2 separate regions of the Anas platyrhynchos genome follow, and region 1 is linked to region 2. The links are chromatin contacts, called in public Hi-C maps. All regions are on one chromosome and are shown on one strand. Each heading gives the region's core, a stretch centred on a gene start, on an enhancer-like site or on the middle of the called end of the contact. The rest is flanking DNA. Distances are from core to core; before and after follow the strand shown.

Evidence for each region. Hi-C and Micro-C count contacts between places; a contact is called where the count stands out from the background.
Region 1: a Hi-C map of liver shows a contact between it and region 2, with 4 times the contacts expected there. The contact joins two enhancer-like sites. A contact is called at or near these places in 3 of 8 Hi-C or Micro-C datasets (F1 follicle, liver and subcutaneous adipose tissue).

The regions. Positions count from the first base shown.
Region 1 is chr9:14,282,623-14,289,821 of IASCAAS_PekinDuck_T2T, forward strand. It overlaps ARHGEF4 (Rho guanine nucleotide exchange factor 4), which reads left to right. Exons shown (of 16, transcript XM_005014360.6): 8 at 3,435-3,614; 9 at 6,370-6,564. Among named protein-coding and RNA genes, the nearest start is that of PLEKHB2, 63 kb to the right of the region's middle. Within about 2 kb of position 2,324, at least 1 of the 8 cell types and tissues checked has an H3K27ac peak or open chromatin away from gene starts, as enhancers often do.
Region 2 is chr9:14,176,880-14,184,348 of IASCAAS_PekinDuck_T2T, forward strand. It overlaps ARHGEF4 (Rho guanine nucleotide exchange factor 4), which reads left to right. Exons shown (of 16, transcript XM_005014360.6): 4 at 7,212-7,469. Among named protein-coding and RNA genes, the nearest start is that of ARHGEF4, 88 kb to the left of the region's middle. Within about 2 kb of position 5,747, at least 3 of the 8 cell types and tissues checked have an H3K27ac peak or open chromatin away from gene starts, as enhancers often do.

The DNA.
Region 1 (7,199 bases), core at 1,074-3,573, 100 kb after region 2:
AGGTCACTGCCCCGCTCTTTCAGAAGAGCTTTCCTAGCCTATTTCATCTGAAAGTAAAAAGGCCTAAAGCAATTTCAGTCTATTTCTTGCTATAAAATAATCAGCTGCTATATCTTAGGTGAGGAACTGGGGGAACTTCTTGCATCAATCTGGACTTTGAAAAATCACATTTAGCTGGGCTCACGCATATGCCCCTGGTAAGCTCTGTCATGCCGTACTCTTCACACGCAGGTTGCAATAAGATGAAGCACGGCTCTGCCGCCTCCGCTTTCTACAAGGGTTGCTTCCCTCCTCCTGTGGCTGCTTCAAAGCTTCTCCTTGCCTGCCGGATGGGGACCCTCCTCCTCTGTCCATCTGTTTAAGCCACTTCCGAGGGGGAAGCTGCAGTTGGATGGTATAAATAAAGGGGAATAATGTAATTAATGCTAGTCAGAATGGTTTTGTAGGAAATCATTCCTACCAAATATGCTGATGACAAACATTGAACGTTTGGTAAATGGAGGCAGCTATATGAGGTGTCACAGGAGGAGTGGGAATTCGGGCACTGATTAAAAAAGCAGCGCTATACACTATCAGCGTAGTTTACTTCCCAGGACTAAGATCTTGGCTGACTGACATCTCAGAGAAATTTGCTAAGGAGAACACTATCAAATGAAAATATTCAGAGTGGGGATGCGCAGTCAGTTTGGTAAATACCCAAGCGTAATATCCTTATCCTTAGTCAATGCTCTAAAATCCGTGGTGAAAAAAAATGTGCAGCTGACTCAGCAGGCAAAAGGGCAGCTGGTGGCTCACTCTGGGGCCTGCTGCACAGGTCCGTCCCTCTGAGGGAAGAGGAAGGCAGCCTGCCTGCCGCCTGCGTGGAGACACATGCCTTTGGTGTACCGCTGTGGCAGGGGGGTCATGGCAGCCTGATACGTGCAAGGAAGCACTTGCTGGGGCTGTGGAGTTGTGATGGGTTCTGGTGTCCTGCAGCAAGCCTCAGCTAGCCCACATGCCTCCCTGGCAGGGAAGAGAGATGGGGCCTGGGGGCTTGGCTAATTCAGAGCATCAGTGTTAGTACTGCCTTTGGGTTGCAAGCAGTGCTGCCTACAAACTTAGGGGTTGCTATCAACAAAGAAAAATAGCCAGTGTGTTTGTCTTCTGTGCTGCCTGCTGCAGGAGCTTTGGCAGCTGAAGGGCAGCTGGGTTTGTATTGTCTCCCATTCTCTTCTACGTTTGGGGCAGGAGACTGTGGCTGTTCAAGAACATGCGTTGGGTTCTCCTTGATATTACAAAGCCAGCACATAAATATTGTTTCATATGGAGATTAATTAGTTGTTTTTCAAACCTTACTTTAATTGCAAAGATCAAAAACTGTAATAAGATAAGCCATTTTGCTCCTAGCAGCTGCCATGGTTGGCAGTGGTGTGTTCCTTTTAATACATGCTTCTTTGGAAGGTGAGCAGCTCTTACAGTACAGCTGGCTGATTGTGCACAGTGATTCAGCACAGCATATTTCAGTACAGAGCAAAGGGATTTTATCTTAGAAAGCGCCATATTCCTTACGAACTGGTCAGAATGTGCATGTTGAAAAGGCTGCCGAATGCCACTCTGCCCAGAGATTTATGAGTTAACGTGGGCATTTCCCAAGTGCCAGCCAGCCCCTACCCACCGTGTTACAAAACCCCATGCAGCTTGGCCCCAGCTCCAGCTGCAGTCACACTGCTAAAGCAAACGCCCAGCTCATGCACCCACAGGTGGCTCAGCAAAAAAGCAGAGGCTCTTTGTGAGCGCAGCCAACATCCGTCACCCACAGCTCAGCTGCTGTTCCTGTAAGTGAAGCCTGGTAGCTGAGTTTGTAAAATTGTACCTTTGACATCCATTCCTTTCCCTATTCTAGTCCTCTCCACTTTGTGTTAGAGAGCTAAAGCTCTACATTTCTAGAAGACTGACAAGGCTCACAAGATTTCAAAAAATGGAAATAGGGGGTTTATTCATAATGCTGAGTACACTTCAGGCTCGTCAAAGTCTATGCAACAGGCCTGCTAAGCGACCTGTGAGTTAACAGCAACCCAGATCACTCCAAAACCTTCACTCATTAATTGCCAAGTCCAGCTGTCCCCCTCCACAGCACACTGGGCCAAATCCCTGCCATTTGACCAGACTGAACTCAGCTCTTTATGTTGTAGTAGCTTGGCTAGCGAGATGCTGCTTGAGACTCCTGGATTATTTTCCCCCTGTAGCACTGGCTGTGTGCCAGCCCTTACGCCCCCTGCCCGTGGGGCTGCACTGTCTCGGTGCTCTTCTCCCTGAGGAGCAGCACCCTGCAGTGAGCACACACGTGAGTGCGGTGGCAGCGCAGGGCAGCTGAAAAGAGGCAGAGGGGAGCGCTGACGCCTGGTTCTGCAGAAAGTGGGAGCCTCCCATCCTCCCCTTCCCAGTCATCCTGATGTTATTTTTGTCAAAAGGGATACACTGCATTAAGCTGTTTCTGGTTCAGTGAAGGGACATTTACTATCCAGAGGCAGACTATATTTGATTTTTTTTTTCAAATGCTTCCAGTTAACTCTCCTGATTTACTGCATGTGCTATTATTCTGTCATTCTTTTACAACATGCATCTTTTTTTCTTTGAGAAGGACAAAACCAGTCACCATGAGCAGTAGATAACTGTGATCAAGCCAACCTAAGGTGCACAGCATGTGCATTATGTAGCAGGGCTGACAGTGTTACAGTGTGGCCCATAACCATGGACAGTGTGTTTTGTACATCTTTTTCCCCCTCTGGTCTCCTAGATTCCTCTTTCCATTGTCTTCCGAGAATTTATATATATATATATATATATATATTTTATTTTTTTTTCTTTCCTAGATTAGGCCCTTTATGAGACATGGTGTCTCACAGACAACTAGTGGCCCTGAGCACAGGCACTTGAACTCTCTGGGAGACTTACTATAAGCAGCTTAAATGCTAAGTTTAACCACTCTAAAGGTTTAAAGCTCTTACCATCCTAGGCCAGCACTGAGGCCTCAGAATACTTTCTGCTCTGAAGTGTGCCTCTAAACATGAGCACTCACACTTCTGTTTCAAGGTTGTCCATAGCAGGGCTGCACTGGCAGCGCATGGGCATCCTTCACCAACAAGGTACCACTGCTGAGCCCTGTTTGCTGGCTGAGGCAAACTCACCATTATGAGATTGCAGTACATCAAAATTACTTTCTTTTTTTTTTCATGTTGGTAAATGCACTGTGCCCAAGTGATTTGGAACAAATGCTACTGAGAGCAAAGTCAGTTGAAGCACCTGCCAGACTACTGACAGCTCTTTTTCATGTTTCTCATGAGGTGCAAGCAGTAGTCAATGCTTGTTTGTCTCAGCAGCAATTGTGCCAAAGCTGCAGCTACACTGGCTGCTTTTCTGTGAGAATCTGGCAGTTTGATGTTCTCTGTCCACAGCTCATCAGCGATGGCAGTGTGGTGTATGCAGAAGCCCTCTGGGACCATGTCACGATGGATGATCAAGAGCTGGGATTCAAGGCTGGTGATGTCATTGAAGTAATGGATGCTACCAACAAGGAATGGTGGTGGGGAAGGATTCTGGACAGCGAAGGCTGGTTTCCAGCCAGCTTTGTACGGGTAAGAGCTTGATTTTTTTCCATGTCTCTCCATTACTGCCAGGTGTTGTTTTTTTTTTTTTTTTTTTTTTTTTTTTTTTTTTCCCCCCCAGGTTTTATGTTCTGTAGTGAATGCTGAGAACTTCTACTGCTAGGATAGTTGGTTCAACATGTGCTTGTTACCATTCCTCTATGCATTGGCCTTTTACATTGAACTCTTGAGGATGGGCTGCCACAAGTGTGGAGAATTCCCTCTTTGCATCAGTAAATCAGAGTAAGGACAGTTTAGTTGTAGGTTCTGGAGCTAAGGTGAGCTGTACCAGCTGAGCAACTGCCCTGCATGGTGGTTTGCAGCCTGGGCTCCTGCTTACCCAGATGTGTGTTGGCTGCTTTGCAACCAAGCACCCAGAGTCACCCTCAGGAGTAAGCAAGATGTACTTCCTAGCAGAATCCCAGAAGCAACTGACAGAGGTCTTCACTGTAGGCTCTGTTTCAGACAGTAGGGATGAGCATGGCACCAAATTTAGTCCAGTGCCATACACCACATCCAAACATCTGTGACAACCTGACTCACACACACCTTCTCCTAGCTGTGGAGTTTTAAAAACATCAGGCAGCTGGGCTACAACACAGCAGTGTGTTTCAGGCACTTAAAATAGAGAAGAAAAAAAACACATAAAATGGTGTCTTGGAGGTGGTGATGTCAATTACTAGAGGGTGAATATGAATCACTTGATATTGACCAATTTTGGGGCCAAGGCGCTCTCCCTGGTGCCAGAAACAAAGACCATATAGAAATAGCTATATGGAACAGGTAGACAGGCCCAGCTGTGTACAGCAGAGGTTAGATCCATTTCCAACAGAGCATTCTGAAACACGTGAATTCTCTATGCAGGTTGGGGGCTGGGGGGCAAGAGTCTGGGTAACTTCTGTGCACTCTTTTCTTTCTGTGAGGAAAAAGGCTTTTTTCATTTCTTTGGGCTGTGACTGTTGGTACGGATGCCTGACTGCTTTCACCACATAAGCACAGTACTGCAGAGGTGATTTGGTGCCTAAGGACAGAGAGATTCTTAGATATTCAGCTTCTTATCTGGGTCACTTTAGATCACAAATGACCCCAAACCAGGTGAAGCATGAAAGGAGATTATCTGGTGTCTGTAGAAAAAGTCCTTGGTGAAGCAGAGCAGGTTGTGCTACAGAAGTTGTGAAATGCATTGTTATAGAGCTTGCAAGAAACAGTCTCAGCTGGTAACTGTTACAAACAGTATATGTTTTTTGCAAGAAAGATTACTAGGACCAACTTCTCAGCACTGGTGGAGATGGAGCTACTATTTTCACAGCCAAAACACAGGCTTTATTTTCATTCACATTACTGACAAATTGTCCTGCTGGCAATTTCAGGGGAAAGCAGACTACTGCTAGCCATTAGGGATGAAGAATAACAAGTTCTTTTAGCAGAGTAATTGCAACACTTATTCAAGCATCCAACTGAAGATTTCCTACTAATTATCTCTGGGTCTCAAGCTTACTGCTGGGAAGGGCAGAATGGTCTTGGGTACTTGGACAGAACGGGACTTGGGTAAACCTGCAGGTCTCTCAGTTACTCCACACAAGTTTCAGGCCAAGGTCTGAGTTTAAGACCAGCCAATGCTGTTTTACTCACAGCGAAGGAAAACCAGGATTGCACATCTTGAGGGTTTCACCAGCTGTAAAGAGTAAATGCAATCTATGCCTCTGCTGGCAAGGGATGGGTATGCATTATTTTTTATACATAGAGATACATGTATATCAAGAGAAAAACAATCCTGCCTAGAAGTGACTACATTAAAAGTTTAAAGCAGGCCTGTATCATTGTATTAAAACTGCTTATGTTTATGCATGTTCCTACCTCAGAGTTTTTCATTTCTTTTTTGTGCTGGGATTGATGACTTGTATATAAAATATTCCAATGGGTGCTCTGGGATCTATTAAATATGAAAATACAATACTAATATGTGAAATAAAGCTCCCAAGTGAAATGCACCAACAATTTCTTGTCCTTAGTGAAGGTACTTTGGTATTGCTGACAGTATATGTAGTGACTGTAGTACAGCATGTCTACAAAATGCTGCTGCTTGTCTCTGCTCATGCTATGCTGCCATCTCATGGGCACTGTGAAGGAGCCACGAGTTACACACACAGCCCTGTAATGTAATGCAGCTTTTCATTACATTATGTGCCCGCTGGCATCCGCATTTGCTTTTATATTAAAAATACATTATCTCTAAATAACCTTGGGGAAGCAGGTACTTCTGAGGGCTATCTGGTATTTATAGTATGGGAATAATAATATAACTGATATCAAAAAAAAAGGCAAATAGTTCCTGCTTTTCCCCTCTCTCCCGAAAAGTCCCCTCACAAATACCTAAGCAGAATTCACTTTGATAAAACACTTCCTGTCCTGATTGTGTACGTGTTCTCCCTCAAGGGCTTCATATCATTCCTGTGACTTCTGTCCGAGATATGCCTGCTTAAAACCACCCATATCACATATTAACAGTTAATTGGCTTGAAATTACCATCCCCAAACTGTCAAAACCTTTCCTTCATGGGCTATGTGTTTACACATTACATACCATGGGAAAATACATTTACAGGCAGCATGTACAGAGTAGCCCTCTTCCCTCCTTATCCTAGCTCAGTCTTTGTCTGCCATTCTGTCAACCCTCCCAAACTTCCTTTCTTTGGAAGACTTGTATTTCTTACTACAAACAGTGAATGTCTTGTGTGTGGTACAGCTCCGAGTGAACCAGGATGAACCCATGGAAGATTACCCTGTAAAGGTAGAGGGTGGCAAAGAAGACGACTCCAGCAGTGGTACCCGCCGCTTCGGGATGGGGCAGACCACCAAAGATCAAATGAGGACCAACGTTATCAATGAGATCTTAAGCACAGAGAGAGACTACATCAAGCATCTGAAGGACATTTGTGAGGTAACGGAGTAAGGGGGAAGCAAAAGTAAGAACATCCCTAATGGAAACCAGAGGCTGTCCTATTCTTGTGCAGACATATGGTTCCCAAGTGGGTAACTTTCCTCCTCTGAAAATGAGATGGTTTTGCCATCAGAGCCTGTCCTGCTACATGATATCGCATGCTCAGAAAACAGAAGACAATTCATTACAGCAATATCCCCAATGCCTCTGAATTTGGAGCACCCAGTTATGCTCTGATTAAATGGAATTAATTGTATTTCCCATGCCAGAGAAAAGTAAACGTCTAGCATTGCTGTCCTCTTTAATACATGTTCTGAGGTAATATAATCAGCAACTCCAACCTTCGGGCAAGTTATGCTCAGATTGAAACAACTGGGGGATATTCAGCCTTTCACTTCCAAAGATGCTGAGTATTGTGACACCCTTTCCAGAAGTGACATGCTGTCAAATACACTGGGGTAAATTAAGGTAATTGATAAAAGAGTAGTGCAGAAACACAGATTTTCACTAAAATGACACAAAAAATGTAGTGTCCTCCAGGAGAGCCAGCTGGGGCAAAGCAGCAACACTTAACCAAGCACCTTTCCTTCATGAGTCCAGAATTCTCCCATGTCTTTGAATAAGTGATCAATTTG
Region 2 (7,469 bases), core at 4,497-6,996:
CTTTTCACTGAGCTAATGAGTAACATGCACACGAAGATAACACTTTTCTGGGGCACCATTTCTATTCAGTTTCTACTCTTTCCATTAAAAACAAAAACAAAATAAAACAAACAAACAAACAAAAAAACACCACAGCGTCTAAAAGTACCTAAAGTTTAAGGAAGCCAAAATAAACAATTTAGCTGCGATCCTAGAATCTCTCATAGTAATAAATAGGTATGATGGACCAAGGAGCCGTTCGTCATCCTGAAAACCCAGACATACAATTTGTGATCTTAGTCAGGGATATATAATTCTCTCTGCTGGTGGAAGAGGGCCACCATATTAGCCATTCTCCCAGGAGATAAAGGCAAAACTCAGATTGTAGGGCAGATGTGCCAAAACAGAGTTCTGCTGTGCTAAAGGACCTAAGATACTGATGACAATTTCTATTCCTTCTTCTGTCTTTGCCATATTGCAGTTTTGAGGCATGATTGAAAAAACAAAGTTGTAAGGGTTGGGTGATACATGCCATTTTGCAGTGTGAGATCTTTTATGGGCTAAGCAGTGGGGCTGGTTCTTACAGTCTTTTCTTGCAAGTCATGCTTTCTAGACCTCTCCTCTCTTCAGTGGACATTCTTGGGCCATTCCTGAGCTCTGCAACTAATATGTGGTTGCCTACAGTTGCAGGGCAGCCCCGGTTACTGTAGGTCTGAATTGCTAAAGGAGTCTTTGCATATGACTGCTCTTCTGTGTCACTTCAGTGTTACAATGGTGTATTCCCCTGGGCCTGTGTATTGCAGTAAAATAACAGAATAACAGAACGATCATCCTCAAATTAGTAATTACTGAATTAGAGGGCTATGAGGAGCCAAAATAGGTCTTCTCATCTGTCCTTCCACTGGAGATCAGCTCTACCAGTGTCATTTCTCTCAGATGTTTATCTAATCTGTACTTACAGGCAGAAAGTGTTGGCTACTCCATGCTGCCCCCAGACAATCCACCACTGTTTTTTCATTATCTGTACTTTTTCTGTTTTTTTTTTTTTTTTTTTTTTTTTTTTTTGGTGGGGGGTCTTTTTTGTTGTTGTTGTTGTTTGTTTGTTTGTTTGTTTTTTAAACTTTTATCTAACTTAAAGCTACTCTGCTTCAAGTCCCTTAGGTCATGTTTTATCCATCTTGTTTTATACATTTGGAGAGATTACTACTTTGTAGCAGCAGTTAAAGACAGTTTTCACATTGTATTATCTGTCTAGATTACCACTGTTCTTTCAATCTTTGCCAATAGCTTATTCAGCCTAGATCATTCTTGTTCTTTTGACTACTGCCAGTTGTTCTGCGTATGCTGATGTAGGATACACATCAAGCCTTTTTTGAAGGGCTACAACTGAGGCCTCTCCCTTGTCAAGCGGAAGTTTCCCATGCCACTATAATTACTGTTTCTATTGTTTAAGCCATGTGTAATGTTGGGAATGTCAGAAAATCCCTCAAAGCCATTGACATGAATGAGACAGGAGTCTTGTGGCAAAAGTTCAGTTGATAGTTATACTAATTCACCCATGTAATGAGATAGTATAAATTATCAAAGTCAAATCAAATGACATCAAATTAAGTCATCACTGTGATAAAAGGCTTCTGAGAATGGGCAGGATCTCACAGGATGTCAAGAGAAAGGGACATTTTGGTCATACAGAATCATACAACCCTTGTGGATCTTGAAAAATAAGGCAGGGCTTATGTGACCTCAATTCATCTCATGAATCAGGAGATTTCATTCTCCTGTGTATAGTCACTTAAGCCTGTATTTACAAATACAGTTCTGAGGTAGGGAGGTGTTACCATTGTTTTACAGAGGTGAAATCAGATACCCAAGGTCAAAGGAAAAGTAAGGCATTATGCTGGGTACTGAGCAGCTAAACCAAAAAAAGGCACTTGAGTCATTTCCTGAATCCCAGGAGCTGAAATGCATGTGCCCACGTGCTGTAGCATGCAGTACACCTCAGGTTTAGTCCATCTGAAACCATGGCAAACACTCAACAGCAAAAGTTTGCTTTGCTCCTCTCACTGTGCTATGTGGATGTAGAAAAGGTTTGAGTTTGAGGAGGAGCAGTGCCCTCTGATCACACATTTCAGCTGCAGATCAGGCTTAGAGCAGATGTGGTTTCATTGCCTCCAGTGAAGTGTGCTAGGCACATTTTAGTTCTGTCAGCCCTGTAAGTACATGGCTGATATATACACACACGTTTTACTCATGTTTCTTTCCTTGTTGCCCTTGAAATTTTCTTCTCTGTTTATGTAGTAGTCTGTGTGAGAAGGCCTCAAGCCTCAGAGTGGCATTAGACTCAACTGAGAAATGAAAAGTTAAAAATAATGAGCTAAGATGGTTGAATTCCTGGCTCTGGAGCAGATGCCCTAGTATGTCCTGAGAGAGTAATTTACTCTGAATCTATAAAATGAAGACAGTGCTTCGTCCCTGCCCCTATTTCCCTCCCTTTATTTTAGTTATAAACACTGAGCCATAGACTCTCAGCATGTTTATCAAGCACTTAACTCAGTTAGGTCATGGGCTTTGTAGCACCCAGCAACCCAGAGGCAAAACATGTCAGAAGAAGGGGGTTTGGTGTGATAATATTGCAACAGGCCTGATCAAAAGGAGTAGCATGACAACAGAAATAGTAGTTCAAAAGCAAAACAATGTAATCAAGAGGGAAATGTGGTGGCTGAGTGAAATGGGAAATCTCTGGTGGTGTTTCCATCATGAGGAGGTCAAGACAGACGAGGAGATCAAGAAATGCAGGACTTTGTATCAATCGTTGCCTTGTGTATCTCAGGTTTCACAAAGGCTCTTTCCATCAAAGTGCTCTTTTAATTAACAGTCTGATTTATAACTGTCTGTAGACTGATTTTCTTGATTAAACAAAGAAAACCTAAGTTTCTGAAAGTGGGGTGAGTGATTAGATTAATTTGTAAGATAAACAAGCCATGTATCTCATCACTTTGCACTTGACCTCCAACTTCATTGCTTGGGCACTGAATTGCTGGTCATTGAGAAAACATTATCTGATATCTTGTGGCTACATTTGCACACATACACTTAGGATTTTTTGGACCACACCTTGTATTTAATGGAGCTTTCTTCTTCAGAGGAGATTGCCCTGTCTTTAAAATATTTGTTGTCTTTCTACTCCTTAAATTCAGCATCTGTTGTATAATTTCTCAGTGGCACTCAAGAAAACAGAAAGGCTTCAAAAAAAAAAATAGTAAATATGTTTAAATGTACCCCCCCCCCAAAAAAAAAAAAAAAGTGATCTTCTGCTAGACCAGAAGTCTCCATTTGTTTCACCAAGAATCCTGAAGTTCCTACTCAGCAAGAATGTTCTTAAATGCTCTGAAGTAAAAATAACTGTGCTGTGTTCATTTAACAGGGAACAGGAGGCCAGGATCCCCTTTTTAAGAGTATAAAGGGTTTTTTTAGTAGAAGGGTGTTAGTACTTGAAAGCTGTCTAGCCACACAGCTCAAGAGTTCAGCATGAACTCTATCTTTGGAGAAGGATTCACATGAATTTTGGGCAGGATTTTTGGTCTGCACAGAGCTAAGTGTTGTTTCTACCAAAGAGCTTAAACCTCATGCAAGAGCATCTATCCTTAGAGAAAGGTTAATGGTAAAATTTAGACAGAAGCATGTAGATGTAGATGTGAACATAGCAACTTCTGTTTGTTGTTGTTGTTGTTTGTTTGTTTTGTTTTTGTTTTGTTTTCTTCTGAGACAGTCCCGAGCTCTTTTCTATTTAAAGAAATGGAGGGAGGGTGGTAGAATATTTACTTGGTGTTGTAAGACAAGCAAAAAATACTAATTTCATGGAAAGATAATCAAGTCCAGCAATGTAGGCCTTTCATGTGTTGAAGGCAGACTTGCAATGAAGCAGTTTTTGCTTTCACATTAGCCAGCAGAGGGAGTATTGCAACGCCATGAAAGTAGATAGCTTCAAAGTGCAGGGAAGCTGCTTTTGAGTCTGAATTTTTTGCTGTTCATGTCCAAATTTTATTTGCCCTATTATATTGTTTGATTGACAAATAAATTATTTTTAATATATTCTAGAACAGTTACATTATTAATTATTGATATATTTTATTATTTTACATTTCAAGAGTGAACCTATGTAGTTAATGCTTTTGCTAAAATACAGGATTTCTTTTGATGCAAACAGGCTGTCAGTTTTGGATGTACCTGTGAGAATATATCTACAAATATTTTCTTAATAGTTATGTCTGTTATTGCTACATCAATAAAAATGTACTTCTGGCGCAAACGGCAGTTCTTGCATATTATCTTCTACTTTTACTTCAGTAAATCTTTATGCCTCTTTGCTGCCTCATCATTTCATCTGCTGGGCAGACCTCTGGATGAAGCTAAAGCAGTTCTGAGGGATTAGTTGGTGAGATGCTTGACCTGCAGCACAGTAAGAGACTGGAATGCAGCTTGCATTTATTAAACGGAGCATGTATTTGCGCAAGCTGAGCCTGACCAGGCTCTTTATTGCAGCCTCTAGATGGCACCCAGACGATGCGGTTGTAGAAACTACTACTACACCTCAGCCAACACGTTTTGGCTAAGATTTCTGCTAAGCAGTATGCGGTAGTAGAAGTGTTAATGTCGAAGCAGGGAGGTAATGGTTTTGGCTTTGGGTTACAACAGTGTTTTCATGTTGGAACTGGCTTGCTGAAAGGAATCAGAGAAGCTGTGTGGAGTGCAGCAGGCCACCTGCTTGTGGCATTTTTTGCTGATGTAGTCCTCTACTAACCAATTATCATTGGGGGGGTCCAGATTTACCTCTGGAGCCAGGTTGCTGGGCTGTAATGTTGAAGCATTCACTGAACAGAAGTGGAATGCTTCACTCGAGCTGACAGGAGGGGAAATGTACTGAGTTTTTGCCAACTGCTGTTAAAATATTTTGATACTCCACTGGTTCTGCACAATTTTGTGGCCTTTGCTTGCAACCCCATCTCCCTCTTGCCTTCATCTGGCACTACCACCTTGAGCGGTGGTAGCTGCCAGAGCCTTATGCAATTGCTTGCATAGTCCTACTGATTTTGGAATTGCTTAGCTTTTTGGAGACTTTCTAGTGGAGGCATTAAATAAAACTAGAGCAGGACACTTACACAAAGGACATCTGAAAGTTGTTTCCTCGTGCCGCTGTTAGCGTAATGCAAGTTCTCACAAATACTGGCTTTGAGATTTTCTTTTTCAGCAAAAAGTAAGTGCATTGTTTAGGAGAAATAACAAGCTCCCATGTCTCTTGCAGAAGAGGGAGATGTATTGTTTTAGTGACTTTATGAATCACACAGAATCACAGGGTGGTTGAGGTTGGAAGCCTGTTCCAGTGCTCTGTCACCTGAACCATAAAGAAGTTCTCCTTCATATGACGACGAAACCTCCTGTGGTTCAGTTTAACTTGGACTGCAAGAGATCTATGCCCTATTTTTTTTTTAATGTAATTCATAATTATCCTTGGGGACAGTTGGGCATCTTCATTACTTTGTTCCTACTTGCCTGAACAGTTCTTATCTTAGTTTATTGCCATCTGTAAATTTGTGCTCAGCACACTGTTGGAGAGGCAGTGCTGTTACTGCTGAACAGCTGCTGCTGTACTCACTGCTGTGTGAGCCAACTGCTCACGGTTCGTGCTGCTCAATCATTATGTGAAATGCTAGTCTGTGCTGCCTTAATGCTGCTCATATCTGTCCTGGTGGTAGTGGGACTTGACTTTACGCAAGGACCTCCATTATGTGTATCACTGACTGCATAAAGTAAAGGACAAGTTGCTCTATTGGTTACGTGACTCATGCTGCAGTTATGTTGCAATATGGTCAGGTTTAGTTGTGTGGACTTGGAAGTGTTGAATCCTGCCCTCCCTCCTCCATTCAGTTAATATTTTCCTTCTTTTGTCAAGAGAAAATACCAGTCTTCTCATTGAGGCTTATCAGAGGTGTCTTGAGTGTTCAAAACTGGATGAGGGAGAAAAAATATATATTTTTTTATTTTTTTTTCTTTTTCCAGAACTGACGGATCTCCCTTCTCTCTCCAACTTTTTATCTGTTTCAAATCTATCCTGTTTCTTTGGCTTACCACAACTCCCACTTGGAAATAACCCTATTTTCCTAGTGACTTACCTTTTCCAATTCACCCTGAGTGTTTTGGATTCTATAATCGTAAACTCTGTGACATGCCCTTTGCTGTGATTTGGAATTTGACTTCCCATAAATGTGAGGTCTCCTCTGTGATGAAACACTCTAATGAAGGTGACATGTGACTGAGGCCAAGGGACCTTGTGTTCTTATTTGGTGGCTGCTGCTTATTTGTGTGTTTTTAGAAAAGTCTTTCACTGTTCATTACTTTTTTTTTTTTTAAATTTGATACATCTGGAGAACTTCTGACAATAGTTGTACCTGAAGCTGACAGAGAGCAAGTACTATTTTTACTTCAATAAATCTTGTTGTGATTTCATTTGCTGCATTATATTTGAGAAATAAATATCCGGGTTTCTTTCTGATGGTTAAAGACGAAGATTGACACTATCCCATGATGCAAAAAAGACATTTCCTAATGTTGATAGTATGGTTTTGATCTTTTTGCTTTCAGTCACTGATTGGGATGTGCTCTGATAACTGAAATATGTAGTGCTCCTGGTATAAGCCTTCTGCAAAATGACATCAAAGACTTCTTTCACCTTTGGTTCAGGCTTTGGTATGGGTAGTATCCAGTTATCTAAGTGCAAGACCATTCTGTATATATTTGTTACATTTGTGTAATTTGGACAATGATGATCACTTCTCTGTTTTATGGCATAAACTGCCTCCTTAGATTTGAAGATGGATCAATTAGAGCTTTTAGATCTACTGGCAAGGGATGTTTTCCATTTGACTTATTTGAATGTGAAATGTGTTTTGGTAGTGAGCTATGAAAGCTGTAGCCAAAAGTTAAATTTTGGCCTCTGCATAAATAAATATTAAAATGAAAAAACAAACAAACAAACAACAACAACAACAACAAAAAAGCATTAATTAAGAAGCAGTAAGAAAGAAAAACTAAGAAATATGAAGACCTCAGGACCATCAATAGGTAAAATGTCAAGTATAACTTCTGAAGATACCAGTGTGTGTTAAATCCATTGTGTTTTTAAGTTCCTTTTCTAATAAATCATTGCTAAATAATTCTTTGCTGTTTATTCATAGACCCCAGAGCCAGTTGACAACTACATCAGTGAAGGCGAGTTTGAAGATGATCTGAGTTCTTCTACTCCAAGCACAATAGAGTTGGAGATACGAGGATCCAGCCAAGACACAGATGAAGATTATTTTGAAACCCTGTCACATCAGAGTGGATCTTTGTCAGATGTAAAAACTGAACCTTACGAGAGTGCATCAGAGACAGAATCTGTTGCCAGTGATGTAACTGGAGAAACTTGTTTGGATTCAAACTGCCTTTTTACA